Regions from separate parts of the Sus scrofa genome. Here region 2 is linked to region 1. Evidence: chromatin contacts called from public Hi-C data. All regions are on one chromosome and are shown on one strand. Each heading gives the region's core, a stretch centred on a gene start, on an enhancer-like site or on the middle of the called end of the contact. The rest is flanking DNA. Distances are from core to core; before and after follow the strand shown. Region 1 holds the start of CACNA1C (voltage-dependent L-type calcium channel subunit alpha-1C). Region 2 overlaps CACNA1C (voltage-dependent L-type calcium channel subunit alpha-1C).

Region 1 (6,137 bases), core at 220-2,719:
AATCTTCATGAAAAAGTGAGATTTGAGCAAAGTCTTGAAGAAAGTGAGGGAGTTTATCAGGTGATATCTGAGGAGAGAGTGTTGCAGGCGGTGGGGATAGCTAGAGCAAAGGGCGCCAGTTGTGTGTGTGTTTGTGTGGGCACACGCGCGCGCCACGCGCCCATGAAAGGGAGTAGACTTCCTGGAAACCCTGGGGTACAGCACGGGGCCAGTGAGGCTGGAACAAGTGTGAGATCAGTAGGAGGCCTTGAGAGAAGCTGTCCCCGCTGTTCACAGGGCCCCCGGGAAGGCTCCTCTGAGGACACGGGCTTTGACTAAGTGGACTGGGGAGCCCTGGGGGTTTGAGCAGAGGTGCTGGGATGCGACACTTTGCATGTGTGGCTCTAAATGTAGCACTGAGAAAATATCAAAGGAGGGGAGGGGGCCACCGGCCTCTGCAGAAACGCAGGTGAAGGACAGGAGGATGTTGGCTCAGGCCCGAGATAGGACAGAGAAGTGGTCACATTCAGAATTTTTCTGTATTTCCCAGAGGATCGGTGTAAGGATGAGAGAAAGGAACCCAAGAACGACCCCAGCGTTTTGGTTCCATCAACGGAGATGGGGGAGGGGCAGGTGAGGAGCAGGTATTGCTTGGAAGAGAAAGAATTCTGCGTTTGGATCTGTTAGGGTTCAGATGTTCGCACTGATTTGGCTGTGTAGCCTGGCGCTCAGGAAGACAGGCCTGGGCTGAGGACACAAATTTGCTGTGGACAGTGGCTTAAGGCCAGGGAAAGAGATGGGCTCGCCCCGGGGAATTGTGCAGTTGGGGAGTGGGGTCTGGGCGCAGGAAGTGGAAGTTTTCCCAAGAGGGAGCTGTAGGCCGCCCTGCCAGGGTACAGGCCGCCCCACTCTCAGGAGCCCGGGCCTGCAGGGGGTGCCATGGACCTTCCTTGTCTGCCTGAGGCACGGGGAGAAAGGTTTGCTGATCCGGGAAGGAGAGGCGCTCAATAGATTCCCGCCGGAGTGGCAGAAATAATTAAGAGGAGAAGGTAAGGATATCCTAGCAGCACGCTGCTCGGCCCGCCTCGGAGGAATTGAGAAACCCCGGGTCTATTAATCTGCTCAGACATCTGGGCACCACTGCCTTGCCAGGAGGCTCCGCCTCTCGGGCCCTTTCCCTCTCTGCCCTCGCCTCTTCCCACCCTCGCCTCTCCACGCCACTCGTGCACCGGTTCTGATCGTAATCGATCGAACAGAGCTGTGGGATCACGGCTCGTTTTGCTGTTTTGCTTTCTGGTCCGATCTGCAGAGACTCTAGGTGGGCAGACGGCAGCCCCTCCAGGAATTGCGCGCCAGAGGCCGCGCCGCTGTGGGGGCCGCGCGGGCCCCGGGGGCCGGGGCGGGGCGCGAGGGGTGTGTCCGGGCGGCATGTGGGCAGAGGCGCGGGCCGCCGGGCAAGTGGGGGCTCAGGCCGGGCTCAAGTCCGCGCCGCGCGCCCCGCGCCGTGCGCCTGGCCCCGCGCGCCGCCGCCACATCTGGAAGCGTTCAGCGCGTCCGCCTGGGGCGCGCCGGGCGAGCGGGCGGGCGGGGCGGCGGGCCGCGGGGTGAGCGCCGCGCTCCGCGCTCCTGCCCGCGGCTCCCTCTCGCCGCCTCTGCAGAAACAGCTTCTGCCAGAGCGGCGCGCGGCGCGGCCCGGAGCGGCGGCGCCTTCCTGCCTCCTCGCCCTCGGGACTCGCCGGACCTTTGGGCAGAAAAAGCGGAGCAGAGCCGGGAGGACGCGCCGAGAGCGGGCGGAGACGGTTCAGGCCGGCGGCCGGCGGGCCCCTCCCGTCCTGGGGTCCGCGCTCCCCTCTCCCCCTTCCGCCTCCTCTTGCTCTGCCTCTCCATTTATTTTTTCAAATGCTGTGGCCGCCAGAGGTGCGGCGCTGAATTCTTGGAAGGGGCCCGGATGTGCTGAGGATGCATTACAATTTCACTGAAGGAGGCGGTAGTGGAAAGGATCAGTTTTTGGTTTTTGATGCAATAATGGGAATCAGGTAATCAGCCAAAGGAAAGAAGAGATACTGCAGATCCACGGCTTCCTCGAATTTTGCACGAAAGCCGCCGACCTCGGAGGAGGGATTAGTGCAGACCCGCTTGGGGGTGTTTGACATTTCTTCCTCTTTGTGGCTTCTTCTCCCTTTAAAACAATTCTTGGTCCATGGTCAATGAAAACACGAGGATGTACATTCCAGAGGAAAACCACCAAGGTAAGGCTAGCCCCCGCCGCCGCGCCCGTCAGCCTCGCCGGCTCATCGGCGCGCCCCGCGGCCCCGGCCGGTCCCCGACGCGCGTCCTTCTCCCAGAGCGGCCGGGAACCCGCCGGACCCAGGCCGAACCGCGCGGAGCCCCAGCGGAAAATCCCCGCCCCTCCCCCGCCCGCGGCCCCCGAGCCGGGCGTCCGGAGAAATTCCAAGCAGGGGGAAAAGTTCCCAAGTGTCTGCTCCTGCCTCGTTGGCTCGTGCTGGCCGGAAGAGCCCGCCGAACGGCCCGCGAGCCCCAGCCCGGCGGCCGGGGTCCTCGCCTCGCCCGGGGCGCGGTTGGGAGCGCGCGCGCGCCCCCGGCACCCGGCCGGCCGGCGCCCCCGCCCGCTGCCCCGCGCCCCCGCCCCGGCAGCGCGCTCCAGGTGGCGGGTGGGGGCCGGGAGGCAGCCGTGAGTCTGGGAGTCTCGCCTCTCCCTTCCCCTCTCCCTCTCCCAGTGGACTACCCGCCCCCCCCATCTCTCTCCCTCCCTGTGTCCCTCTTCTCTGGCTCACCTACACCCACCCACCTCGCTGCTGCCGCTGACCCCCAGCGCGCCCACGCCCCGTGTGTTCGGATTCGCACCCACATGTGGGCTAGCACCTGAGGATGTCAGCGGTTGGGATGCGGGCGGTGTGTGGGCTCTGCTTTTTCATGTTTTGAGGCAATAATGAAAGGGTGTGCCGAGCTCACGCGGCTGCACACTATCGCCCAGTGTTTTCCCAGCAGCTCCATCCTTGGCATCAAGTGTCAGCAGCTCCCCCTGTGAGGGGGAAAGGCTTTCAAGCAACTCCCCACTTCCTGGAAACTTTCTAAACCCCCCCCCATATTAACAAGTGATTATTTTTTGGCACTGCTCAGCAGTTAAGGTTATGGTGGAGTGTAGAGGGACAAGTCTTGCTGGCCTGTGGCGGTCCCCAGCTCCCTCTGCCTCCCCCATGGCTTTCTCTGTCTCTGGGTGCAGGCTCTTCCTTGTCTCTCCTGGTTTCCTGAGCCTCCGTGTTTATACTCTTCCTTCCAATCTCTTCCTTCTCAATACCTGTCGCTGTTGGCCCTGCTACTTCCTGGGCACTTAAAGTGTTCCTCTGACGATCAGGCTGTCTCTGCCTCCTCTTTCCAGCCTCCTCCCTCCTGCGGCCCCCATCCCCGTGGTAGCAGGCAGAGCCCCTACCCTGTAGAACCCGAGGCCGCCAGGCAGCTTCCCTGGCCTCCATCCCTCCTGAAACTGATTTCCAGCTTGGCTGGCAGGAAGGGGATTTTGGCCTCTTTTGGTGGAAAGAATTTTGTCCAGGGTCGTGAGTCCTGGGTGAGCCAGGGCTTTGGGGTCACAAGGGCAACTTCTGTCCCTAGATTTCTCTAGGCCGTGCCCCACCCTCACCTGTTCCCCGTCCCCCTCCGGATGAAGCAGTGATGGGTTAGGAGGGAGGCCAGGAGAGACACAAAGGAAAGGGTGACGTTTGTGAAGAGCAGGGATGGATTTCTCCCCTCCGGCCTCTCGGCTCAGTCCCGGCAGCCTCCAAGAGGAGGGCCCAGTGGCCGGTCCCCGCTGTCACTGACAATGGCAGTGGGCTGTGGTCATAATTATTATTCACATGGTGGTGATGGTCTTAGTTCCTGAGGCCTCCCCTCAGTGCAGGACAAACCCTTTTTAGCGCTTTCCCCCCTTCCTTTTGCCCCTTTGTCCCCCCACATCTCCTCCCCACACATGTTCGGGGAGCAGACATTAAAAGTAGGAGCAGCGGCCTGGCCCCGGCGAGGCTGTGAGGAAGATGGAGGGAAAGGCAGTGGCGAGCGTGGCCGGAGCTCTGCTCTCCCAGCCACAGCCGACAACCACTATGGCAACCTGGATTCCAGCCCTCTCCCTTGAAGCTGCAGTGGTTATATAATTCTCGGGAGCAGTTTTGCCTTCTTTCTTGGATGCAGTTCTCAGGTGAAAGAGTACCAGGGTCCCTGTCTCCCCTCATCCCTGTGCCCTGTCCTTGGCATTTCTGGGGTCTTCCTGGGGGTGGAAGGGGGAGGGTGACGAGGTGGGGAGCAGACCTGAAAGCAGGAACATCTTCCGGGAGTGGGTTGCTGTGGCTTAATAACTAAAGGGGCCATGAAACATACCTGGGGGTTGAGGTTTCAGGAACAGAGCGGGAAGACCAGCAAATGATTACCTGGGGTGTATGGAGCACCCAAAAAGTTGCCAGCGGCAGGGCTTACAGACACTGCCTCACAGAGGCACTGAGTGCAGCGGGCCTTTCTCCCCAGCTTTGCAATGGGCTGTGTGTGTGTGCATGAGTTGAGGATTGGGGTCTCTGGTGGGTCGAAGCAGCCTGCTGGGGTCAGGCTGGGAGTGGCTCGTGGGCCTCACCTCCAGCGCCCTATCTGTGCTGGTCGCATGTCAGCCTCCCACTTTTCTGGGCTGATTTTCCATTGCAGGCTCCCGCTAGCAAATGAGTTTCTTAATAGTCAACCATTTAACAAATAAAACATCAGAATGTCGCTTATCTGCTGGAGACAAGGCAGAGGGGGGAACGCATTCTGGGAGAGGAAGACATACCGTGGTTTTCTTTTCAGAGCACTGCTTAGCAATGCAGCAGACAGCGATGACCGTGAGAAATGATGGTACGATGGTCACTGGTCAGAGAACACTGTTGCCGGCTTCTCAGCCTGTGCAGGTTGAGGGAAGCGTGACATTCACGTCTTCCTCTTGGAAGCTGCTTGGAAGAAACAGAGAAAAAGGGCTCTTGAGGTTCCAAATATGGTTCCCAGGACTGCTCAGCTACTTTCAGTGTATCAGAATACTACACAATAGAATACATTACAAGAATCAATTATTCATTATTTCCACGGAGCCCATGCTAACAGTGTTTAAATGTGCGCGCGCGCGCGCACACACACACACCCTCCGAATAAGGAAAAGCTATTTCAAATAGATTGCACAAGAGCCTAATGCCCTTTGGGGGCCTGGCCATAGCAGCCAGGAATCCTGGGGATGCACCCCCCGGAGACTGTTTGACAGCTGTGCCTCACATTGGGTGAACGGTTCCCTGCGGGTACCAGGCTTTGCAGACTTGATGGTGGCCCCAGGCCCTGAGTCTTGGTGATGACGTGGGACTCTTCCTTCAGTTTTCTCTGTGACTTAAAACCAGCTGCGGTGGGTTCTTCTGGGTGGGAAATGAATGCTAAGGGAGACCTGGGCCTGTCCTGGGTGGGGGTCTGAGGCCTTGCTGACCTTTCCCCCACCTTCCAGCACAGCCCCCAGACCAGAGGGGGTGTGGTTTCTGCCTCTTCCAGGAGGTGGCGCCCCAGGGCTTGGGAGTCAGGAAGGGGCATTGGCCGGGCTGGGCCAGAGGGACAGAGGCTTAGGAGGGCACGTCCTGCTGCTGAGCCTCCTCTGCCTGCCAGCCCCAGGTCAGAGATTGGCAGACCTGAATGTCCCGCCACACACATGCAGGGGCCGGAGGGTGGGGTGTAGCGTGACTCACCTCAGGCTGACCCCCCGCCTCCCAAGCTGCTCTCGGTAAGGAACCTGCTTGGATTTCACTTGCCCCATCATTCTCCTATCCCAGCCTCTGCTGACCTCTGTCCCAGGCAGCATTCCGCTCAGCTGCCCCTGTCACAGTCCTGGGTTAGCTTTCTCCCTGATTGACCGCCAGGGCTTGGTAACCAGAGGGGCTGCTGGGTCCAGGCCGGGCGTGAGGCCGGTCGGAATGGGGGAGCTGGAAAGCCTGGCCTGTAGGGCTGCAGAGCCTGTCAGCTGAAAGGCAAGAAGGCAGTTTCCTAACTTTATTAGGGGAAAAACACAAAAACGACTGGGTACACTTCACAGCTGATTTCTGTTTATGAGTCTGGCTGGTCTCCTGCTGGGTAATGGCAGAAATGCTCCCGAG
Region 2 (5,839 bases), core at 2,869-5,368, 190 kb after region 1:
ATACATGTGCCCTGGGGCTGGAATTGTGCAGATGCTGAGCTGTATTGCTGCCGGTCTCTTGAGGTGGTTGCATGGCCGTGAGAACAGTCCTCTGCTGCCACCCGGCTACCTCCCTGCCTGTCCGGGTCTGTCCATCTTCGCCCTCCCTCAGCCTGTGAAGGCCCCTTCCTTCTGAGGGATACAAGGGAACAACTGGCTGCGCCCCCCGCCCCCGCCACTCTCCTGCACCTGCTCCTTCTGGATGGTTTTCCACAGGTGCCTTGGGGTGACTCTGCAGGTTTACACGCAGGCGAGCCAGCAGGAGCCGTCATCTTGTCCTTGTTCACCAGGGTGGGGTCGGGGGTTGGGCCAGCGTGACTCCTGCCTGCCCTTGACGGCTGTCATCTCTGTCTGCCTTCCCTTTGCGCCGGTGGTCTGGGAATGAGAGAGAAACGAGCATTTGCTTAGACCGAATGTGTGGCCCATGGCCAAGGTCCATCAAGCCCTGCCCCCCACACCACCGTGCTCCCCGGGGTTGCCTGTGTGCTGTGTCGACATCTACCATCCTTGGAGGCCTTGGCAAGGGTGTGAAAGGGAAGAGAATCTATTTATTGAGCAAAGAGTAAGTTCTGGGTGCTGTTCAGGGACGTGGTTACTGAGAGAATGAATGACGGAATGACTCCCTGTGGAACAAGTGAAAGGGCTCTGGCTCGCTCCCCGCAACAGAGGTCTTTGGGTCTCCTAGTTCCAGAGTGAGACAGCGCCACAGATGCGTGGCCTTTGTCAGAAGTCTCAGTGTTCCTGACCCCAGAGGCTGGTCTCATCTACAGGTCACAGCAGACTGTAGCGGTCGCGTCAGGCTGCGGCTCTTTGCACTGCGGACTCTCCTGGCCTCTGGGAACCAGGTCTGAGGATGAGACTCGTCACAAGCTGCAGTCGGAGGACAGGCCTCATGCACAGAGCGCAGGCGAGCCACCCAGGAAGTCATGGGCTCCTCTGAGGCAGCCGGCTCTGTCCTGTTTACCTTCCACTCACCCGGGGCCGACCCCTGAAGCTGGACACGTGTGAGGCACCGACCGGCCGGCCAGAGCAGCCAGGGGCACGGGCTTTGCGGCCTCTTAGCTGTGTGACCTTGAGGAAAAGCCTGTGTTCCCCGCAGACCTTGGTTTCTTTATCTGTAAAATGGGGTGATCCCAGCTCCCTCGGCTGTGTTGTTGTGAGGATCAGATCAGCCAGCGTGTGCAAAGGGCAGGACGGCTGTTGTTGGAGGAGAGAATTCAAGGCACCTTCTCCAAGACATGCCGGCGAGCATCTGCTTCCTGTACCAGCCGAGATGGGGCTGAGAACAGTGCTCAGACAGAGCTGGTCATCCCTGCTTCTGCTGGAGGGGCAGCCTGTGGCACTGCTTGGCTGGAGAGGCAGCTGTAGGTTCAGATCCCTGGAGACAGAGCCCTGAGGCCCAAGACACTACGCAGCTCTTCTGGTGCCAGGAGCACTGCTTGCTCCTTCCTGGCCAGGTCTCCGGCCAGGTATCCATGAAGGCTGCGGGCTGGCTCCCACCCGGTGCACGTGTATGCCATAGAGAGGGCTGGTTTGCTAGGGAGAGAAATGCACACTCACATGAAAAAAATGACCAGTGATGAGGGAAGAAGGCAGCCACCACTGCACTCGATGTCCTGGGATCTTGTGGCTTAAACAAGAGGCTTCATGCCAAGCACCAGCCAAGTGCCTGAGCCAGGAGAGGGAATCACTGCCTTACACCTGCTAGGACCCTGCCCTCAAAACCTGAACCAAACCAAGACAAACAGGAAGTAACAAGTGCTGACGAGGATGGAGAGAAATTGGAACACTTGTGCCTCGTTGGTGGGGACACAGCACGGTGCAGCCGCCGCAGGAAACAGAGCGGCAGTTCCTCCGGCATTTAGAATATCACCACCAGGAGTTCCTGTCACGGCTCAGTGGTCATGCACCCTACTAGTATCCATGAGAATGCGGCTTTGATCCCTGGCCTCATTCACTGGGTTGGGGATCTGGCGTTACTGTGGCTGTAGTGTAGGCTGGCAGCTGCAGCTCCAATTCGACCCCTAGCCTAGCAACTTCCATATGCCGCAGGTGCAGCCCTGAAAAGACAAAAAATAAAAAATAAAGTAGAACCGCCATATGATCCAGCAATTCCCCTTCTGGATATTCACCCAAAAGAAGTAAGGGCAGGGTCTCAAAGAGATATTCGTACCCCCGTGTTCAAAGCAGCATTATTCAAATATGCAGAAGGCAGAAGCAACCCCATGTGTTCGTGGATGGAAGGATGGATGAGCAAATTGTGGTGCGCATCTACCCAAAAGGGAAGGAAATTCTGACACGAGATAGGACGTGGATGGACCTTGCGGACATTATGCTCAGTGAGATAAGCTACAGTTTAACTCCACTTATGTGGTCAAATGGTCAAATTCGTAGAGACAGAAAGTAGAACAGTGGTTCCCAGGGGCTGAGGGGAGGGGTGGGGAGTCAGTGTTTAATGGGACAGAGTTTCTCTTTTGCAAGACTGTTTGCCCAGCAGTGTGAATGGTCTTAACACTCCTGAGCTGCCCCCTTAAAGATGGTTAGGAGGGTAAATTTTGTATTTATGTATATTTTGCCACAGTTTTTTTTTTTAATTTAAAATTTAAGAAAAACTTAAAAGGAACTCAGTAAATATTGGCTGCACATAAATCCAGCTGAACTGAAGAAACGTGTTAGAGGGCAGCCCGAGGGTCCTACTGGTGACTGGATTTGCGGACACAGAGGAGCTGTTCCCAAGGGGCAGGGGGTGGCTCCCAGGGACCTTTGCTGTCAGTGTCTAGAGGAGAGATTCTGGGAGAAAGCATCATTAGGCTGAAAGCAGCCCCGTCCTGGAGAGGGAGCCACCCAGAGAATGAATAGCTGACCTCCTGTTCCCGAGCTTCTCTGCTAATTAAAACTTGCTGTTAGTGGTGTAGGGGCCTGGCCCTTGCTGGCTCGGTTGGGTTGTTGCAGCCTAACTGCCCTCCCCTGGGGCTGACTCAGGAGCGTGTGAGGAGTTACCCGTAGGCCCCTTAGTGAGTCTTTCTGCCCCTGGAGCTGGGAACCGCACAGTCAGGAACCCACGAGGTGATGAGGCGTCTTACTCTGCAGATGCCTGGATAGTGTTTTTTCACTGGGTGGGGGAGGGACGGCGGGGGCCATCAGTGCCCTGGTGAGCATGGCCAGTGCCCGGCCCTCAGGCAATGTCACTTCCAGTGGAAGTGGCCTCCTTCCTGCTGATTGCCTCTGGGCATCCCTCCACCCTCCAGGCGGCTGCATTCTTCCCAGCTTTCTCTGTAGACGCTGTGTTGGGCCACACGGTCTCAGGTCTCACCGGGGCTCCTGCCCTCAAGAGGCTGGTTGTCCAGAGGCATCCTTGCCGAGAGTCCCAGAAAGGAGAGGAGTCGGGGTGGCTGCTTGGGCAGTAGGGACACGGGGCTTGGGTGCGCTTACAGGTCCCCCATGGCAGGTGGGCAGGAAGTGAGCGCCCAGGGTGGGGGAGGTGACTGGAGGGGGAGAAGGGAGGGAGAGGAAGGTTAGAGGGGAGGCAACGGGGAGGCAAGTCTGGCTCCTTTTCTGACAATGGTGGCACCTCTGAGGACCAGCCGTCCATCTGCAGAAGGCACTGATAGGTCTCTTGCTCCAGCTCCTGCCTATGTCCCACGGTGGATCAACAGCTCTGGGACCTGTCCTGGCCGGGCAGGGTCCCCATGGGTCACTGCAGCCTCACTGCCCCTCCCCTCGCTGCAGGGGCCTGTGTGAGGAGCAGCTGCCAGGGACCATGCAGGAGAGGGTCCCTCCCACCCAGCTGTCCAGAGGGCAGGCCCTCGGCACCCCCAGCTTCCCACACTCTCTTGCCTTTGGGGACAGGGCCAGGTGGTGCTGGTGGGCTGGACCCCAGGGTCCCCACACAGGGCCCAGGGGTGAGCCTCGAGCTGGCGTGGCTGCACCAGCCTCCCGGGCACCCGTCACACTTTGCTTTGATCTCGGCTGCGGATGTGATGATCTGCCGCAGCTGCAGCTACTGATGTTGGAGGGGGTGCGGGGGCGGGGCCTTGCCCAGGAAGGAAGGCGGCTGATGCGCTAGCAGTCAGGGCCAGGCCCTGGAGACACAGCCAGGCACCCCTTACAGTGGAGGGTCCAGCAAACACTTCATTTCCTAGGGCCTGAGTCATTCCAACATTTCAGAGAAAATGCAGGCTGCTGCCCAGAGCTGAGGAAGCCCACAGCTGTTCCCTCCTGGTGCCAGACACGCCCCTAGAGCACAGCCCCTGGGGTTTGCTGCAGGAGCTCTCAGCTCTGCGTCAGGCACTTCCTCTCCCTCTCAGACCACCAGTGCCCTCCACCGTGCCCTCTGGGGCTTTTCCAGCTACCTGGCCCAGGGCTCGGCCCCTGGACACGTGCTCTGCCTAAGGAAGAGCCACACCATGCCTGACCTCTGGGTCCCCGGCTCCAAAGCTGAGCAGAAAACGGATGTCCAGGGTCAGCCCGTGGCTGCGCTCCAGGCCTGGCCTCCGGGTCCTGTGGGGTCCAGGCCCCTCCTCCCCGCTCCCAGCCTCAACCTTGTTCCCGGCAGCCACAGCAGCCTGCCCTCTGCCCTCCCTGACTGTCTGTTTCCCTTGCTTTCATTCATTTCCCATGCATTTGTTGAATATATATTTTTAGCAAAAAAGAAAAAAAGAGCAACCCAAATACCAGCATGACCTGTTCCACCAGGCGCGGCGTCTGCTTTCTTGGTCTGGGGAAATATACACAAAGCATTACATAGCAGTCATTGCAATTAGCGGCATGTGCACGTGAGCCAGCAGCCTTGGGCCCTCCAGGTACCGCTCTGGATTGGAGCTGCTGTAAGAGGCACAGAGGAGGGAGGAGGGGGCTGGCTCTCTGGGCCTTCCCCCTCTAAGGCTGCCTTCTCTGGGACCCACTGTCAGCACACAGCTTCCCTTGAGGACAGTGCTTTATTAAATCAGCCCATCTTAGGTCCTCAGCCTCCATCAGGCATTCAGGCCACAGCAGGGGCAGGAGCAGAAGATGTGCTTGGAAACCTCAGCCTATCTGCACCCCACACCCATCCCCCTCAACATACTAATGGCTCAAGGATAGTTACAGGTCCTGAGGGACAGCCAGACCTGCCAGGTCCCCCAGAAGCCCTTGGACCAGAGAAGGAGCATCAAGGCCATGTCCCCACTGTGTCCAGGCAGCCGCCCTGACTCCTCAGCCACATATTGGGGCGGTATGTGGCTGAGGCTGTAGCAGTAACCATGCATTTGCAGTGGCCAAGTCACTGGAAATTCCAGGTGTGCACAGCCCTGCCTCCCATTCAGGCTCCACTCAGGCCCCAGTGTTGTCACAGCTGCTCCTGCTGGCTCTTCCTGCCTCTCACCTTTCCGGGCACCTCTTTCTGGCTCCCAGGGGCGTGGCAAAGGGGGAGCAGGTGTCTTACTAACATTGGCTCCCAATGTCCCCTGGGTCTGATGGGAGTAAGGGGGAGGTTTCTGCCTTCTGCCTCCAGTTTACGCAGTGAGCTCCACTTCCAGCAGCCCACGTTGACCTGGGTCAGCATCTCTGCCAGCTTCCTCATCTGTAAGGGGGCGGGGGGGGGGAGTCTGTCCCCACCTCATTGGTTGGATGGGATGATTAAGTGCAATCCCACTTGGCTTGGTGTTGACATTAATTAATTGCTTAATTCATTAATTCTGGTGAGCACCGTGGGTGTCAGGTATGGACGGCTCTAGGTTCTGGGGATAAAGCAGTGACATAGAACTTCCATGGAGTGGTATGTGTATGAGGGTTTGTGGAGGGAACAGACAGGAAACAAGTA

Evidence for each region. Hi-C and Micro-C count contacts between places; a contact is called where the count stands out from the background.
Region 2: a contact with region 1 is called in a Hi-C map of embryonic fibroblasts, with 2.1 times the contacts expected there. The contact joins the enhancer-like site here to the promoter of CACNA1C in region 1. A contact is called at or near these places in 6 of 47 Hi-C or Micro-C datasets (embryonic fibroblasts, heart right ventricle, mesenteric adipose tissue and 2 more) and 1 of 2 datasets of contacts at active chromatin or transcription factors (skeletal muscle).

The regions. Positions count from the first base shown.
Region 1 is chr5:69,015,485-69,021,621 of Sscrofa11.1, forward strand. CACNA1C (voltage-dependent L-type calcium channel subunit alpha-1C) reads left to right here and starts at 1,470. Exons shown (of 50, transcript XM_021092981.1): 1 at 1,470-2,228. The coding sequence starts at 2,180.
Region 2 is chr5:69,198,748-69,204,586 of Sscrofa11.1, forward strand. The region is part of intron 4 of CACNA1C (voltage-dependent L-type calcium channel subunit alpha-1C); the gene reads left to right. Among named protein-coding and RNA genes, the nearest start is that of CACNA1C, 180 kb to the left of the region's middle. Within about 2 kb of position 4,119, at least 39 of the 83 cell types and tissues checked have an H3K27ac peak or open chromatin away from gene starts, as enhancers often do. A contact at or near this core is called in embryonic fibroblasts and skeletal muscle, where this site is marked.